Regions from separate parts of the Mus musculus genome. Here region 1 is linked to region 2. A link is a contact called in public HiChIP or PLAC-seq data. All regions are on one chromosome and are shown on one strand. Each heading gives the region's core, a stretch centred on a gene start, on an enhancer-like site or on the middle of the called end of the contact. The rest is flanking DNA. Distances are from core to core; before and after follow the strand shown. Region 1 has its middle 28 kb from the start of Gm31586. Region 2 holds the start of Tspan3 (tetraspanin 3).

The links. HiChIP or PLAC-seq counts read pairs in DNA pulled down with a chosen protein or histone mark.
Region 1: an H3K4me3 HiChIP or PLAC-seq map of forebrain shows a contact between it and region 2, with 5 times the contacts expected there. The contact joins the enhancer-like site here to the promoter of Tspan3 in region 2. A contact is called at or near these places in 9 of 39 promoter capture datasets (the 3T3-L1 cell line, the C10 cell line, cranial neural crest and 5 more), 3 of 115 datasets of contacts at active chromatin or transcription factors (astrocytes, embryonic stem cells and forebrain) and 1 of 9 other capture datasets (embryonic stem cells).

What each region holds. Positions count from the first base shown.
Region 1 is chr9:56,821,201-56,827,851 of GRCm38.p6, forward strand. No RefSeq gene overlaps it. Among named protein-coding and RNA genes, the nearest start is that of Gm31586, 28 kb to the left of the region's middle. Within about 2 kb of position 4,546, at least 37 of the 459 cell types and tissues checked have an H3K27ac peak or open chromatin away from gene starts, as enhancers often do. A contact at or near this core is called in forebrain and hippocampal neurons, where this site is marked.
Region 2 is chr9:56,155,655-56,162,640 of GRCm38.p6, forward strand. It overlaps Tspan3 (tetraspanin 3), which reads right to left and starts at 5,416. Exons shown (of 7, transcript NM_019793.3): 1 at 5,146-5,416. The coding sequence starts at 5,208.

The sequences.
Region 1 (6,651 bases), core at 3,296-5,795, 660 kb after region 2:
CTGACCTCTCTACTCTGATTGGTACCATTTCCTTCCTCTGTTCCGCTGGGGGTTTGTTTGTTCCTTTTCTAGTTCCTGGAGTTGAAAGTTAAGTTGTTGGTTTAAGAGCTCTCTGTATTTCTCTTCTTAAGACACAGTCTCAGGTAGCCCAGGTTAGCCTTGAACTCACTATGTAGCCAAGGATGGCCTTGAGTTTCTGATCCTCCTGCCGCTGCCTCTCAAGTACCAGGATTACAGAGCTGCAACAGGATAGCTAGTCTACGTGATGTTGGGGACTGAACCCAGAGCCTCTTTGATGGCAGGCAAGCAATCCACTGAGCCTCATCCCCAGTCCCTCTATCTTATGATTGGATGTAGGTGTCTGTTCCTGGAAATTTCTCTTTAGCGTTGCATTTGTGATATCCCATAAGCTTTAGTATGTCTGTTTTCATCTCCATTTATCTCTAGATATTTTTCAAATCCCCTGTGATTTCTTCTTTGAGCCACTGGTTGCTCCAGATCATGCTTAAACGTATACAAATCTGTGAAATTTCCCATTTTCCTCTAATGATTGACTTCTAAGTTCATGCTGTCGTGGTGATAGAGTATGCTCTGTGGGCTATCTACCCTTTTAATTATATTGAGACTGTATTTTACATCTTGAACGAAATCCCCTACTGAAGAGACTGTGAAGTGGTCTAGTCATAGTGGGAACGGGCAGAAATTCCTGGAAAAGTTAGAATTCAGGTAACAGTGAGATCCAACAATCCTGTGTTCTCAAAAGAATTTAAGATAGGCTCTTGAGAGACATCTATGCTCCGATGTTCACCTCCACACTATCTGAAATAGATAAAACAAGAGAGCCCCCAAATACCCATCAGCAGAATAGATAAGCCAATGAAATCACGTGGCAGACTGTTACACAGATTTTTAAAGAGAAAGAAAACAGCCTGGCATGATGGGGCACCCTTAGTCCCATCACTCAGGGTGCAGAGGCAGACAGATCTCTAAATTCAAGACCAGCCTAATCTAAACAGTGAGTCCCAGGTCAACCAGGACTACAGAGTAAGAATTTGTGTAAAAAGGAAAGGAAGTTTATTGGCTGGTTTTGTGTGGCAACTTGACACAAGCTGGTCTTATCACAGAGAAAGGAGCCTCCCTTGAGGAAATGCCTCCATGAGATCCAGCATTTTCTCAATTAGTGATAGAGGTGGGGAGGGCCCATTGTGGGTGGTGCCATCTCTGGGCTGGTAGTCTTGAGTTCTAAAAAAAAAAAAAAAAGCAAGCTGAGCAAGCCAGGGGTATAATCAAGCCAGTAAGTAGCACCCCTCCATGGCCTCTGCATCAGCTCCTGCTTCCTGACCTGCTTGAGTTCCAGTCCTGACTTCCTTTGGTGATGAACAGCAATGTGGAAGTGTAAACTGAATAAACCCTTTCCTCCCCAACTTGCTTCTTGGTCATGATGTTTGTGCAGGAGTAGAAACCCTGACTAAAACAGGGAGGGAGGGGGAAGGAGGGAGGAACCTTTAAGGGTTTGTGGAGTGGAGTACAACTCCAGTAGTGTGCTTACAGAGCATGCACAAGGCCCTTGGATGTATTTCTAGCCCCTCAGGGAGAAAAAAAAAAAAAGCCTGACAGCAAATGCAGCATCCTGAACACTGAGGACATGTGCCAAGTTCTATAAGGCACTTTACAGAGATCAACATGCTAAGATTCTGCTTCTGTGTGAAGTACTTGAAGACAGTGAGTAGGGCCCTGTAAGATCAGCATCAGGCAACACTATTTGCTTTGTAACTTTGGCAACCCGAGTACAAGCCCAGGAACACACATGTGCACCATGAAACCCCCCACACACACACACACACCAATAAATGAAACTTAAAAAAATAATTCTCCCTAAAGTACATAGAACGGTGATTGCCGAGATCAAAGAGAGACGAGAAATGGAGAGTCACTGCTTAGTGGAAAAAGTTGTGTTTTTTACAAGAGGAAGAAACATGGAACAGACAGTAGCAGTAGCTCGGAGCATCGAGCGTACATGCCACTGAGCTGTGCATCTAAAAGGAGTCAAAGGATAAATTTTATATTAGGTTTATTTCACAACAATAAAATTTTTGGCAAAAAAAAGATATAGTAACCACAAAAGATTATGAATATAATATGCAGCATTCGACGCACAACTAAAGCAATCTGGAAATGAGTGGGTTTGTAGAGTACAGAAAGAAGCACAGGGAAAGTACTTATCTAACTGAAAAAGGGAGGAAGAGAACAAAATAAAGCCAGTGAGCCCGACAAACTGAGCTCGACTCCCAGGACCTACACAGCGGAAGGAAAAGAAGAAACTCCCTCTGCTATCTCTGACCTCCATAGAAGTCCTGTGGCACACTCACACACACACACACACACACACACACACGCACCACACGCACACGCACACGCACACTACAATTAAAGAACAAAGTATCAGGCCCAAGTTACCAAGAAGAAAGAAAACATCCAATATGTTATTAGTAAGAAGCAGAAAACACACACCTGAGGTGCAGGCGTTGGCCGATTATGCTTCTCACATCAGCCATGCAGAAGCTATTTCTTTGTACACTATAAATTTTTCATTTTGACCTTGTCTATCTGAAAAGTGATTATTTGTTTGAGCAGTCTGATCTTTCCTTGGGAGGTCTGGTGATAAGTTCTGACTGACGGTTGACTGGTTGATTCTTTTAGGACAAGGGGTCATATAGCTGAGGTTCCTTCAAACTCGTTGTGTAGCCAAGGCTAGCCTTTAGCTGCGGATTCTCCTATCTCTCTCTACCTTCTAAGTTCTGGAATGTACCACTCGCTCTGCCTGGTTTAAATGTAGGCATGATATTTTTTTATGTGTATTTACTTATTTGGATGGTAGAGAGGGGGAAAAGGAGAGGGCAGGGGTGGGTGCTGTGTGCACACATAGAGATCAGAGACAACCCAAGCAAGCCACTTCTCTTCTTCCGACACGTGGTTTCCAAGGATCAACTTTAGGCTGTCAGACTTGAGAGCTGCTTCCTTTACCAACTGGGCCATCTTGTCAGCCCCACATGAATGTCTGAACACTGCGTGGGAGAAGCAATCTGTGTCAAATGACTTTTAAGACTTTCATCTCAGGGTGATCCTCTCACCCATCAATGCCGTGGGAAGAGGACAGGGCCATCTCTGAGGGTCAGCGATGTGCAGGCTCTTGCCTCCCCCTCTTCCCCTCACTCCATCATTCCCTACATCTCCCCACCTCTCCTGGGAGAACTGCTAAGGATCTTGCCTTGAAGTCTCCTGGCTCAGACAATTCAGACCAAGCTTATGCATACAACTCACAGGGCCCCAGGGAACAGTGCCTAGCCCCTACCTACCCTGAGAAGTAGGAGCAGGGACTGCCAGAGCCTGCTTCATCACACCTGCTGTATGAGGTAGACAGCAGGAGGGCTTTCTTATAGGACCAGACAGAAAGTATTCACGATGGTATATGGGGTGCGGGAGTGGGTCTTGTTAAGGAAATCACTGTTTATCTTTGTGGCTGCTTAATGCCAGGCCTTGTGTCCTTTAGTTAGTATTTTCATCTGCTTGGGAAGAAAGTAAATCATTGACAACTGCTCTTGAGAGTGACTTGGACCAATATTGAGCCTATAAAACCCCCTAGCCTGGTAAACTTCCTCATCTGTGAAATGTCCTTCCCCCAGGGAGCTTGCAGAGCACACAGACTCCTGACAGCTTTCTGTGAGTTCCTTAGAGCAAAGCTAGATATGGCTCTGGGTTCTCTACAGGCCTGCACTATCCCATCTGTCACTGGGTGGGCTGAACCCTTTTACTGAGCCACTTTTTGGCATTTGATTTCCCCAGAAGCACAGCTTTAGAGGGAGTAGGTCCCTTACTCACCAGGCCCGGGACAAATCTTTCTCCAGAAAGGAAAAGGGGGTGCCCTCTGGTGGAGATTTGCATGTTACCGTAGCCTCTGTTCACCCAAATTCTGCAAAGTGCAATTGACTCTGAAGCAGGCGTCTCTCTCTCTCTCTCTCTCTCTCTCTCTCTCTCTCTCTCTCTCTCTCTGTGTGTGTGTGTGTGTGTGTGTGTGTGTGTGTGTGTGTGTGTGTGTGTGTGTTGTCTTATGTCACTTGGTAAGTGAAGGCAAACATTCAGGAGATGACACAAGGTCATTGTTGGCTACACACGTAGTTCAAAGGCACCCTGATGTGTAAAACCCTATCTTAACCCAAAAAATCCGTAAAGCAGTCAAAGCGACAGAATACGACTAGTCCAACACCCATCTGCTCTGAAAAGCCAGTGGAGGCTTAGAAAGGACCAGCCTGCTGCCCGAGGTCCCAGGCTGTGCACCGCGCACACGCACGCATACACACCCTAGAGCCATGGGGACCAAATCCCCGCTGCCCAAAGGGGAAGCCTGAGGAGGAGGGGAGAGGAGCCGGGAACAGAACAGAGGATGGCAGGAAGCTGCATGAATTCGCTCTGCCCAATTGCAGCTTGATCAATCGGGAGCCGCGAGCGTGGCGGGTGCGGCTTCTGGAGCCACAGCTCCCCTGAGCCCCATCACTCAGCACTACGGTAATAAAGTGGCCGGGCCTGGAAAAACGCTATGAGGCTCCAGAGAGCTCAGTCTCATCCCGCTGGATTATAACCCTGTTATTGGCACCCCTGGGGCTTGTTCTGTCTCCTTCAACCCCAGCTTCATAGATGAAACTTGCCAGGGGGGCCAAAGGGGTGAGGCAGCCTGGCAGGCAGCAGCAGGGGCGGGAGAAACCTGATCTCCTTTTTCCCCCAGTCCAGCATCCTCTGAGGCCTCAGCCACCACCCACCCTCAGGGGGCTGGTGCAGAGGAGAGACAAAAAGAGCCTGCAATCCCAGAAGGCTCACATATAGTCCATACTAGCCAAAGGCCCAAGAAACAGCAGGCTTGGTGTTCAGTGGCAGACACACAGAACACAGAAATTACCTGAGTGGCTTCAAAGGAGGCGGGGAAGATGAGGAGAGACAGCGCCAGGTATGATAACATCCTTTCCACAACTCTTGAGGGATCCACCTTGTCCCCATGCCCCCGTGAAGAGACAGAGGGCATCCTATGCAGCAGGTGCCCCTCTGTGGTTCCCCATAGAAAACTCTGCCCAGCAACCCAGTGCTTCCAGAAAAAAAGTAAAAATTCTATCGATAATGTTATTCATCTCTGTACAGCGAGGACATTCTGATTCATGTAATATAGATGAAACTCAAAATCATTATACCAAATGAAATAAATCAGACACACACACACGCAAATACATGTTGCATAATCACTACAATAGAAAATTTCACAAAAAGCAGAAGAGAGGTGTCCAGGGGCTGGAGGAAGGAGCTGGGATCTCACTGTTTAATGAGTGCAGCTTTTCTGTTCGGAATGATGAGAACATTTCAGGTATGGGGAAGAATGTTACCTGCACAGCTTATGTGTTGAACCGTACCATAAATTAGCTCAGAATGTGCTGGGTCCTACACTAAACTGTAAGTCTTTAAGGGCAGCCTCGTGTCCTTCATGCCACCAGATTGTATAATTTAGAATGGATAACCAGTAGGTACAGATACATGCATACATAAGTATCAAATATACATGCATATATGGGCATGTATGTGATTTCTTCAAAAACCTGTTACCTGCCACCCAAAGCCCTGACCATCATTCCCTGGTTTCAGGAAGCCATGTCTGTAGGATATGAGAAGACGAAGACACGTGAGTAATGTCCCTACCACCACATCTCGTCCTCTGCACTGACCCTTGTCATGGCCACTGCAGAAGACTCTTGGCCTCAACAGCACCATGTCCTGTCTGACACCTCTGATTCTTCAAGATTCTGCTGAGGTAAGCCTGCACCAAGACCCTAGCCTCTCCGTGGTACCACTCAACCATGTTCCAACACAAGAGTTAGAGCCACCTTCCTCCGGCCATCCACATCTCCTGAGCTGCCTGCAGCAAATTACTCAACTTGTGGCTACAGACAATACGTCTGTGGAAGTGAGGCCAGACAGGGCAGGCTAAGTCATCACAAAACAGGTCCCCCAGTCATCCCCGGCCTACAGGAATACTTATATTCTTAATTAAAATAGCAACAACAAGTGCATTGCTGAACAGAAATAGAATTTGGGTGATTTCCCCTGCAGTTTAGATCTGAAGGCAAGCCAGGCCTTCAAAGCAGGAGGGGCCTGGCTCTAACATTAGGGTCAAGCTTCATGTTAACCTCCAAGAGACTACAGTGATAGTCTGGTCCATGAGCAACCATGGAGAGAAAGGGTAGTGGATGGGGCAGATAAGTTGGAAGAAGGGCTGGAGAGATGGCTCAGTGGTTAAGAGCACTGACTGCTCTTCCAGAGGTCCTGAATTCAATTCCCAGCATCCACATGGAGACTCACAACCATCTGTAATGAGATCTGATGCCCTCTTCTGGTGTGTCTGAAGACAGCTACAGTGTATTCATATACATAAAATAAATAAGTATTTTTTAAAAAGAAATTGGAAGAAATCACAGACATTGGGATAGCTGTAACCACTTCATCTCTCTAAGGACATTTTAAAATTACTCAACTAGAAGTTAAGGCATAGGTATTAGCTTAGCAACTTTACAAGCTGTAAAAATGAAAATCCACCAATCAAGGTCTAAACTTGTG
Region 2 (6,986 bases), core at 4,166-6,665:
CATAACAGATGTGCATGTTACAATTTGTAACAGCAGCAAAATTACAGTTATGAAGTAGCAACAAACTTAATTTTATGGTTCAGAGTTACCACACCACAGGGAACTGTACTAAAGGGTTGCAGCATTAGGGAGGTTGAGACCCACTGCCCTAAATGATTGTTCAACCATGACCCAAAAATAATGCAGTGGGGTCAGAAATCCTTTCATGTCAAAAAAAAAAAAAAAAAAAAAAAAAAACAAGAGGCTGAATATGGTCGTGCACGCCTTTAATCCCAGCACTCGGGAGGCAGAGGCAGGCAGATTTTTAAGCTCAAGGCCAGCCTGGTCTACAGAGTGAGTTCCAAGACAGCCAGGGCTCCACAGAGAATCCCTGTCTCGAAAAAACAGAGTTAAACATATTTCCAGTATGCTCCATGATTTGCTTCCTGACAAAATTAAACTTCTTTCCCTAACAAACTGTAAAATCTATTTTAATAAACAACCTGTTGGCCGCAATGTGTTATAATAACAATCTTTTCAGAACAGTCACACAGTCAGCGTGAGCACAGGAAACGGAAAAGCACATCAGGATCTTAGCATATCCCACTCGCGTTCCCTAAGCAGACAGGGCACAGCAGCAGACACAAAGGGTCTATAGTCAACGTGGTTTGTCACAAGACTGGAAAATATTTTTCTCTTGTAAACTTTTTATTTTAAAATTGTCTATTTTTATTTTATACGCAGGTATTCTGTCTGCATGCATGTCTATGCACCACATGCATGCCTGGTGCCCACAGAGGTTAGAAAAGGTCATTAGAGATAGAGATGGTTTCAAGGCACCATGAGGACGTGGGTCCCTTACAAGAGCAACAACTTCTCTTAAATGCAAAGCCATTTCTCCAGCCCCTTTCCCTATTTGTTCTTAACCATGAGCACTGACGTATAACCTATATGCCCTTACTTAGTAATATGAACATGCCAAGTATACCCTGGCTTATGGCCTAGCTACTCCTTCAGTACTGAGTATCCTTACCTCTCCTCAATCACCCCACACTGGATTCTTCTGTTCCACCCTGAACTGTACTTCCTCAAAGAAGCCTCTGCCAACCTCAAGCGGCCACCAAGTCACATCCACACCCTGGCTTTCCTCACTGGTACTTTTACTGCCTGTCTTGTTCCACTTGAAAGTTCTGTAAAAACTTTTTTGTAAGAACAGGTGTGCAAATGTTCATATTTGCTTAACAAAGCAATTCTCCTTAGTTATACATTCACACAGAGAAATGAATTATTTTAAAAACAGGAGACATTTTATATAGCTTCCAGCCTCTCTATGCAGAGGTTATTTCCTATGAATAAATGATGCTAGCACAGGTACTGGACACTCTGGCTGGACTTCTCCCTAAACCTCAAGCTGTTGTGGTGTTACAATTCCTTCTCATTATAGATGAAACACAACAAACAGAACAGACACTCGAGATTAGCAAGAACAAGCATGGGCAAAGTTTTCTCTTATAGCCCCTGTAAAGCCTAACAAATATGTGCAAAGTAAATCTTGAGTCCTACCTGACCTCTGTACAAAGGTGTCTATTATACTGGTATTATAACAGCCTTCAGATGTAGTCTTTCACCTCAAACCCATGTCCCTTTAATAAATGCTCATGAATCAAGCAACAAAACTCTTATATTTAAAGCTACACTGCTCTATATAAACAAGATTCAGAACTGGAGGGATGGCTCAGAGATTAAGAGCACTCGCTGGTCTCCCAAGACCGGAGTTCAATTCCCAGAACCAATAATACAGCTCGCAATTGTGCTGAACTCCCATTCCAGGGGACCTGACACCCTCTTTCTGGCCTTCATGGATATCAGATATAGAAATGGTACAGACACACACACAGGAAAACACCCATACACATAACATTCTAAATGTTTAAAACATTTTTGTTGTTGTTGTTGTTGTTGTTGTTGAGACAGGGTTTCTCTGTGTAGCCCTGGCTGTCCTGGAACTCAATCTGTAGACCAGGCTGGCCTCAAACTCAGAAATCTGCCTGCCTCTGCCTCCCAAGTACTAGGATTAAAGGCGTGCACCACCATGCCCTGCTTTAAAACGTTTTTAAAGTGCTAAGTTGCCATTAAAAAAATAAAAAACCTTGTCCAAAACTATCATTCAAGCTATAAGCACTAATATCCTAGGAATTTGCTGAAGAAGAGAATTTTAGAAACAGCCACCAAGACTGACTACTCCTTGGGCTCACATGGTAGGAGAAACAACTCCCTGTAAGCCACCCTCTCACCCACACATATGCATGTTGTGGACATATGTGTGTACATATGTGTGTATGCATGCTGTGGAATGTACATATGTGATGCTGAATGCATGCTCACACACAGAAGAAAAAAAGCAACGGTCTCTCTTTTAAGAGATACACTGTACAAACTACACTAAATCTACATTAACAGGTTTGGCAATCACATTACTGAAAGCCTGTGTACTGGTAAGACTGTATTTCCATATCACAGGTCACTTGATACCAGTATATCAAGATATAAGGCTCTGCCAAAGCAATTAAACTTTAGCACTTAACCAAGGGTCAGCCAGTCCCAACAGTGAGATTCAGTCTAAGCAAGCTACCCAGGGGATCTACACTGGACCAACCTGATGAGCTGTCTGTACAGAGGATCCCTGCCCTTCCAGTTACACATTTCTCCGTGTACAAGGAGGGAGGGGCTACTTCTAAGAACACACGCAATACAATGAAGGATGTATTCCAACTTCTCAAGATGAACCTGTTAACAATTCAATGCACTTCCTCCTGGACTTAAACTCTTTAGCAAAGTGAGCTAACTAGTTTAAGTGTGGGTACAATTTCTAAACATTATTGTGAACGTAGTACATTTTAGAGAAAAGAGCCTCTACTGTGGCCTAACAACTGTCATCCCCAAGTCTCATGCCCTTTCCAAGTCTCGTGAAGGCACAAGTTCCTCTAACACCACAGGCTCTAGCAATGGGACAACCTGGGTTTGAACACTGGCCCTGACACTAAAATACTGCTGTCTCTGTTTATACTGTATTGTATTTTCCCCCATTTTCTGCTTAACTTCCTTCTCAACACTCACAAAAGTTTTACTATTACTAACTCAAATAAAAGGTATACTATATGAACAATACAATGTTGGCCTCAGCAAGAACTAAGAAGTTCACAACATAACTTTCACTAGAGTGAATATATTTATACATTTTCCAAAGATTCAGAAGCAATCTTTCAGAATTAAGAATTAACTGATATATATACATTATATATATATACACACACACATATATACATATACACACACACACATATATACATTATATAATAATCTTTTGATTATTTAAAGAAAACCACTCCTGTATTTCCAGGATTTTCTCAGATTAACACAGATAGGCTTTCAGTGTGAATGGCCTAGAGTTCACCTAAAAAACATTCTTCAAAACCAAATAGTTAATGCCATAACTCCACAAGGAACTATTATGGATACAAATTATCTACCTCAAGCCAGACATGGTGGCACACACAAGTAGAGGCAGAGGCGGAGGCAGATGGATCTCTGAGTTGAACACCAGTCTGGTCTACAGAGTGAGTTCTAGGGCAGCTAGCACCACATAGAAAGACCCTGTCCCTAAATAAATAAATAAATAAATAAAGTATCTGTCTCTTAAGGGTCTCATTAGCTACTAAATGTTTTTCACTTGGGATCTCTGAAATTGTACTTTTCCTTTTAAACAGGCATGTAATTTAAAGTATGAGGAACATCTGTTCTAAATGGGAAATGAAATTTCAGGAATCCCAATGTCACACAGGTGATTTCAAACAGCTCTGTCTGAGGCCAATCACAAGTCTCCTGCACAAATAATCACAAGTGCCTCGTTATCCAGATCATCCTTTTAAGCTACCAGCAATTGGGACATGAAAGGTTTCATTCTTTGTTAGAGGCCAGAGGAATGGGAAGTCTTTCCAGAATAGATGTGCATACTTTCCGAGACAGGAGCTGAGTGGGAAGTGGTGGGGGTGGGTGATGATATACTAAAGTATGCTCAGTGGGACTGTTCAAAGACTATCCTGAGTACTGTGGACAGGGAAAACTGCCCATGGCAAATGTTTATAACAAACCTGGGAAAAAGGAAACTTGATCCCAGCCTGAGAACCTGAGGGTCAGTTGGGTCCCAAATCACCAGTAGTGTGCCCATAATTAATAATTTATCAGAAAACACCCAACAGTAGTGTGTGGGTCATACTGCAGTACACTACCAGACTTTAAGTAAGAGTACCAAAGTAAAAAGGTTGAACTGTTCTAATATTAAGCTGTTCTTTTTTTTTTTTTTAAGAAACAAAAAAAGATGTGATAGACGACATTTTTGATAGTTTTTTTTCCTGGTGCAAAGTCCAGAAGGATTCAAGACGGAGGAGAGGGCCAAAGAACAACAGGTTAGTAAAAAGTCCCAGGTGAGATAATGACCTGACTCAAGACAGGTCGGTTATAAGCACTTTCTCTGGGGCCAGGTTTCCCGAGCCCCTCCAAAGAGCAACCTTTTATAGAAGTGAATTGGTTGCTTTAAAAATCTCCTGGCAGCTGATACATTTAAAAGGGTTTATAACCTCAGGCTACCCATCCCCACAACAGCGATTTTCTTGATCAAAGAAATGCTCTGCTGTTTCACGCTGAATCCTTTCCGTTTTCTGGGCTGCTTACCAGCCAACCAACTCTATACAAAGAGCTCTAAGCCGAAATTCCTGGCCCGGGACTCGACAGGCGTCCCCACGTAGCTGCTACATGACCTGGGGACAGCCGCTGGCTCTGCGAGGACTCAGACAAAGACAGCGGACCCGACTCACAGGGGAGTATCCCATTTCGGGCCTGGCGTCCCGACAGACTCAGCCCTGAGAACAGAGCGACCCGCAGGCTCACGCCGCGGCGACCCGCGTAACCCTGGCACCGTGCCAGCGGACCGGAGGCCCCCCGGGACCTCCGGTCGGCACCGTCCTGGCCTCTGCTGGGCCCTGGAAGGACCTCACCAAGAGCTCCGAGGCCGCAGGGCCCGGGCGACCCCTCGGCCGGCTCCCGCGCCCGCCTGGTCCCCACGCGCCGCACAGAGGCCTCCCCTGTCCGGTCTCCCCGCCAGCTCACCCAGAAGATGAGGTTGAGGAAGACCAGCACGGTCTTAGAGGAGGTGATGCCGCATTGGCCCATGGTGCCGGCGGCCGGCGGAGGCCCGGCTGGGCGAGCGGAGCGGCGCTCACCGAGCGAGAAGGCAATGGCGCCGGCGGCTCTGCTGAGAACTGCTGGGCCCGAGCCGCGTTCCCGCAGACCCCCGCGCCGCCCCAGCAAGCACCTCGCAGCTGCGTGCAGCCCGCCGCAGGCCCCCTAGGCCGTTCCCAGGCAACTAAGTCCCGCGTCTGCGGCCGCTTCTGCCAATCAGCGCCGCGGAGAACGAGGTGGCCTCGCCTCTTAAAGGAGCCGACGCCTCCGCGCCTTTTCTTCTGGCCTCTGACCGTCCTTGAGTGTAGAATCCTCTTCTGGGGAATTTCTAGTGGGACAAACACGTTCCCCGTCTTATTGAGTTACTTTTACAAGACCAAATGACTGGAAGACCACAGAATTCTGTTCTGTTAACTACTCTTCCCTAGAAAGACCCACCTCACATGAGGATTTTCGTGACTGCATGATACCTAAGCAGCACCCCATATAAGTTGGGAAGAAATACGGTGGACATCAACACACGATTATGAAGAATTTAGTATGCCAGAAGCTCTGCTAGCTCTGATAAAAAAAAATCATCAGGAAAGGAGAAAACACTGGCGCACTAGCAAAGCAGAGATGGTTGGGCAAGGCAGCCACCCTTTCAGCTCTATTCTTTGGACTGAGATTTGCAATTACAGATACATCTTCATACATGTTGACATGTGCGCTCTTTCCTGTAATCTTAAATGAATGGTAGCAATTAGCACCTTAAAAATAAAAACGGAGTGTGTGTCTGTGTGTGTGTGTCTGTGTGAGCATGTGCGTGTGCACCCACAAACATCCCACAGCACAGAAGTAAAGGTCAGAAGACAACTTTGGGAGTCAGTTCTTTACTTCCACCCTGTGGGTCCCAGGTCATCAGCTTTGGTGGCAATGTGACCTCCGCTCTGCTGGCTGCATGCATATTAGCTTCTTTTAACTATTAGTTCATTCATGCCACTACCCCTCCCCCAGCTTCAGATGACTGTCAGACTAATTTTACTGGTAGGGTAATTAAGGGTTAGAAAGGATGCCAAACTTGCCTGCAGCCACACATAGAAGAGTGATCTAATGCAGAAGCCACCTCAGCCACACACAGTACTTCTGCCACTGTCCTGCACTCTCCCTTACTCGGGACCTCTTTACCTGTCCTCAAACATCTCTTTTTCCTGTAGCCTCCCTGGTTCATCATCTTCCCTGGGCATTCACAGAAATACCCAAGCACCTCAGCATCCTATTCATCTGTATCAAGCAATGTCCATGTTATCAAAGACCCACTCATGTTCCCAAGACCTCACTCTGCACCTATTCTAGGTGATGGCATTCCACCATGAGGAAGAAGACAATGCTTGCCCATGTGGGGTTTTCATTCCAGTAGAAGAGGGTAGATATACCATGAGCAAAGAGGCAAGCAGACATGAGACGCGATGGTTGGGTCAGACCTAGAACACTGTACTGAGTGACAGGTGCAGCTAAATCCATTCTCAGGGAGAGATATAAATAACATCCACCCCTCCTCCCCAGGTCCCAGTGACAAACCTGGGTACACCAATGCTCACTAATATAAGACTTACTTGAGAGCAAAAGGTGAGGAGTTATGAACAGGAGAATGGATGACCTTAAAGCAGCCATTCTGAAAGGTCTGTGCCCAACATGGATGATGTCCCCCAACCCCCACTGAATAGATGGCACCCCCTCCCCTAGTCCTTTCCAAGGCCACAATTAAGGTAGAATTGTATACAACGGGT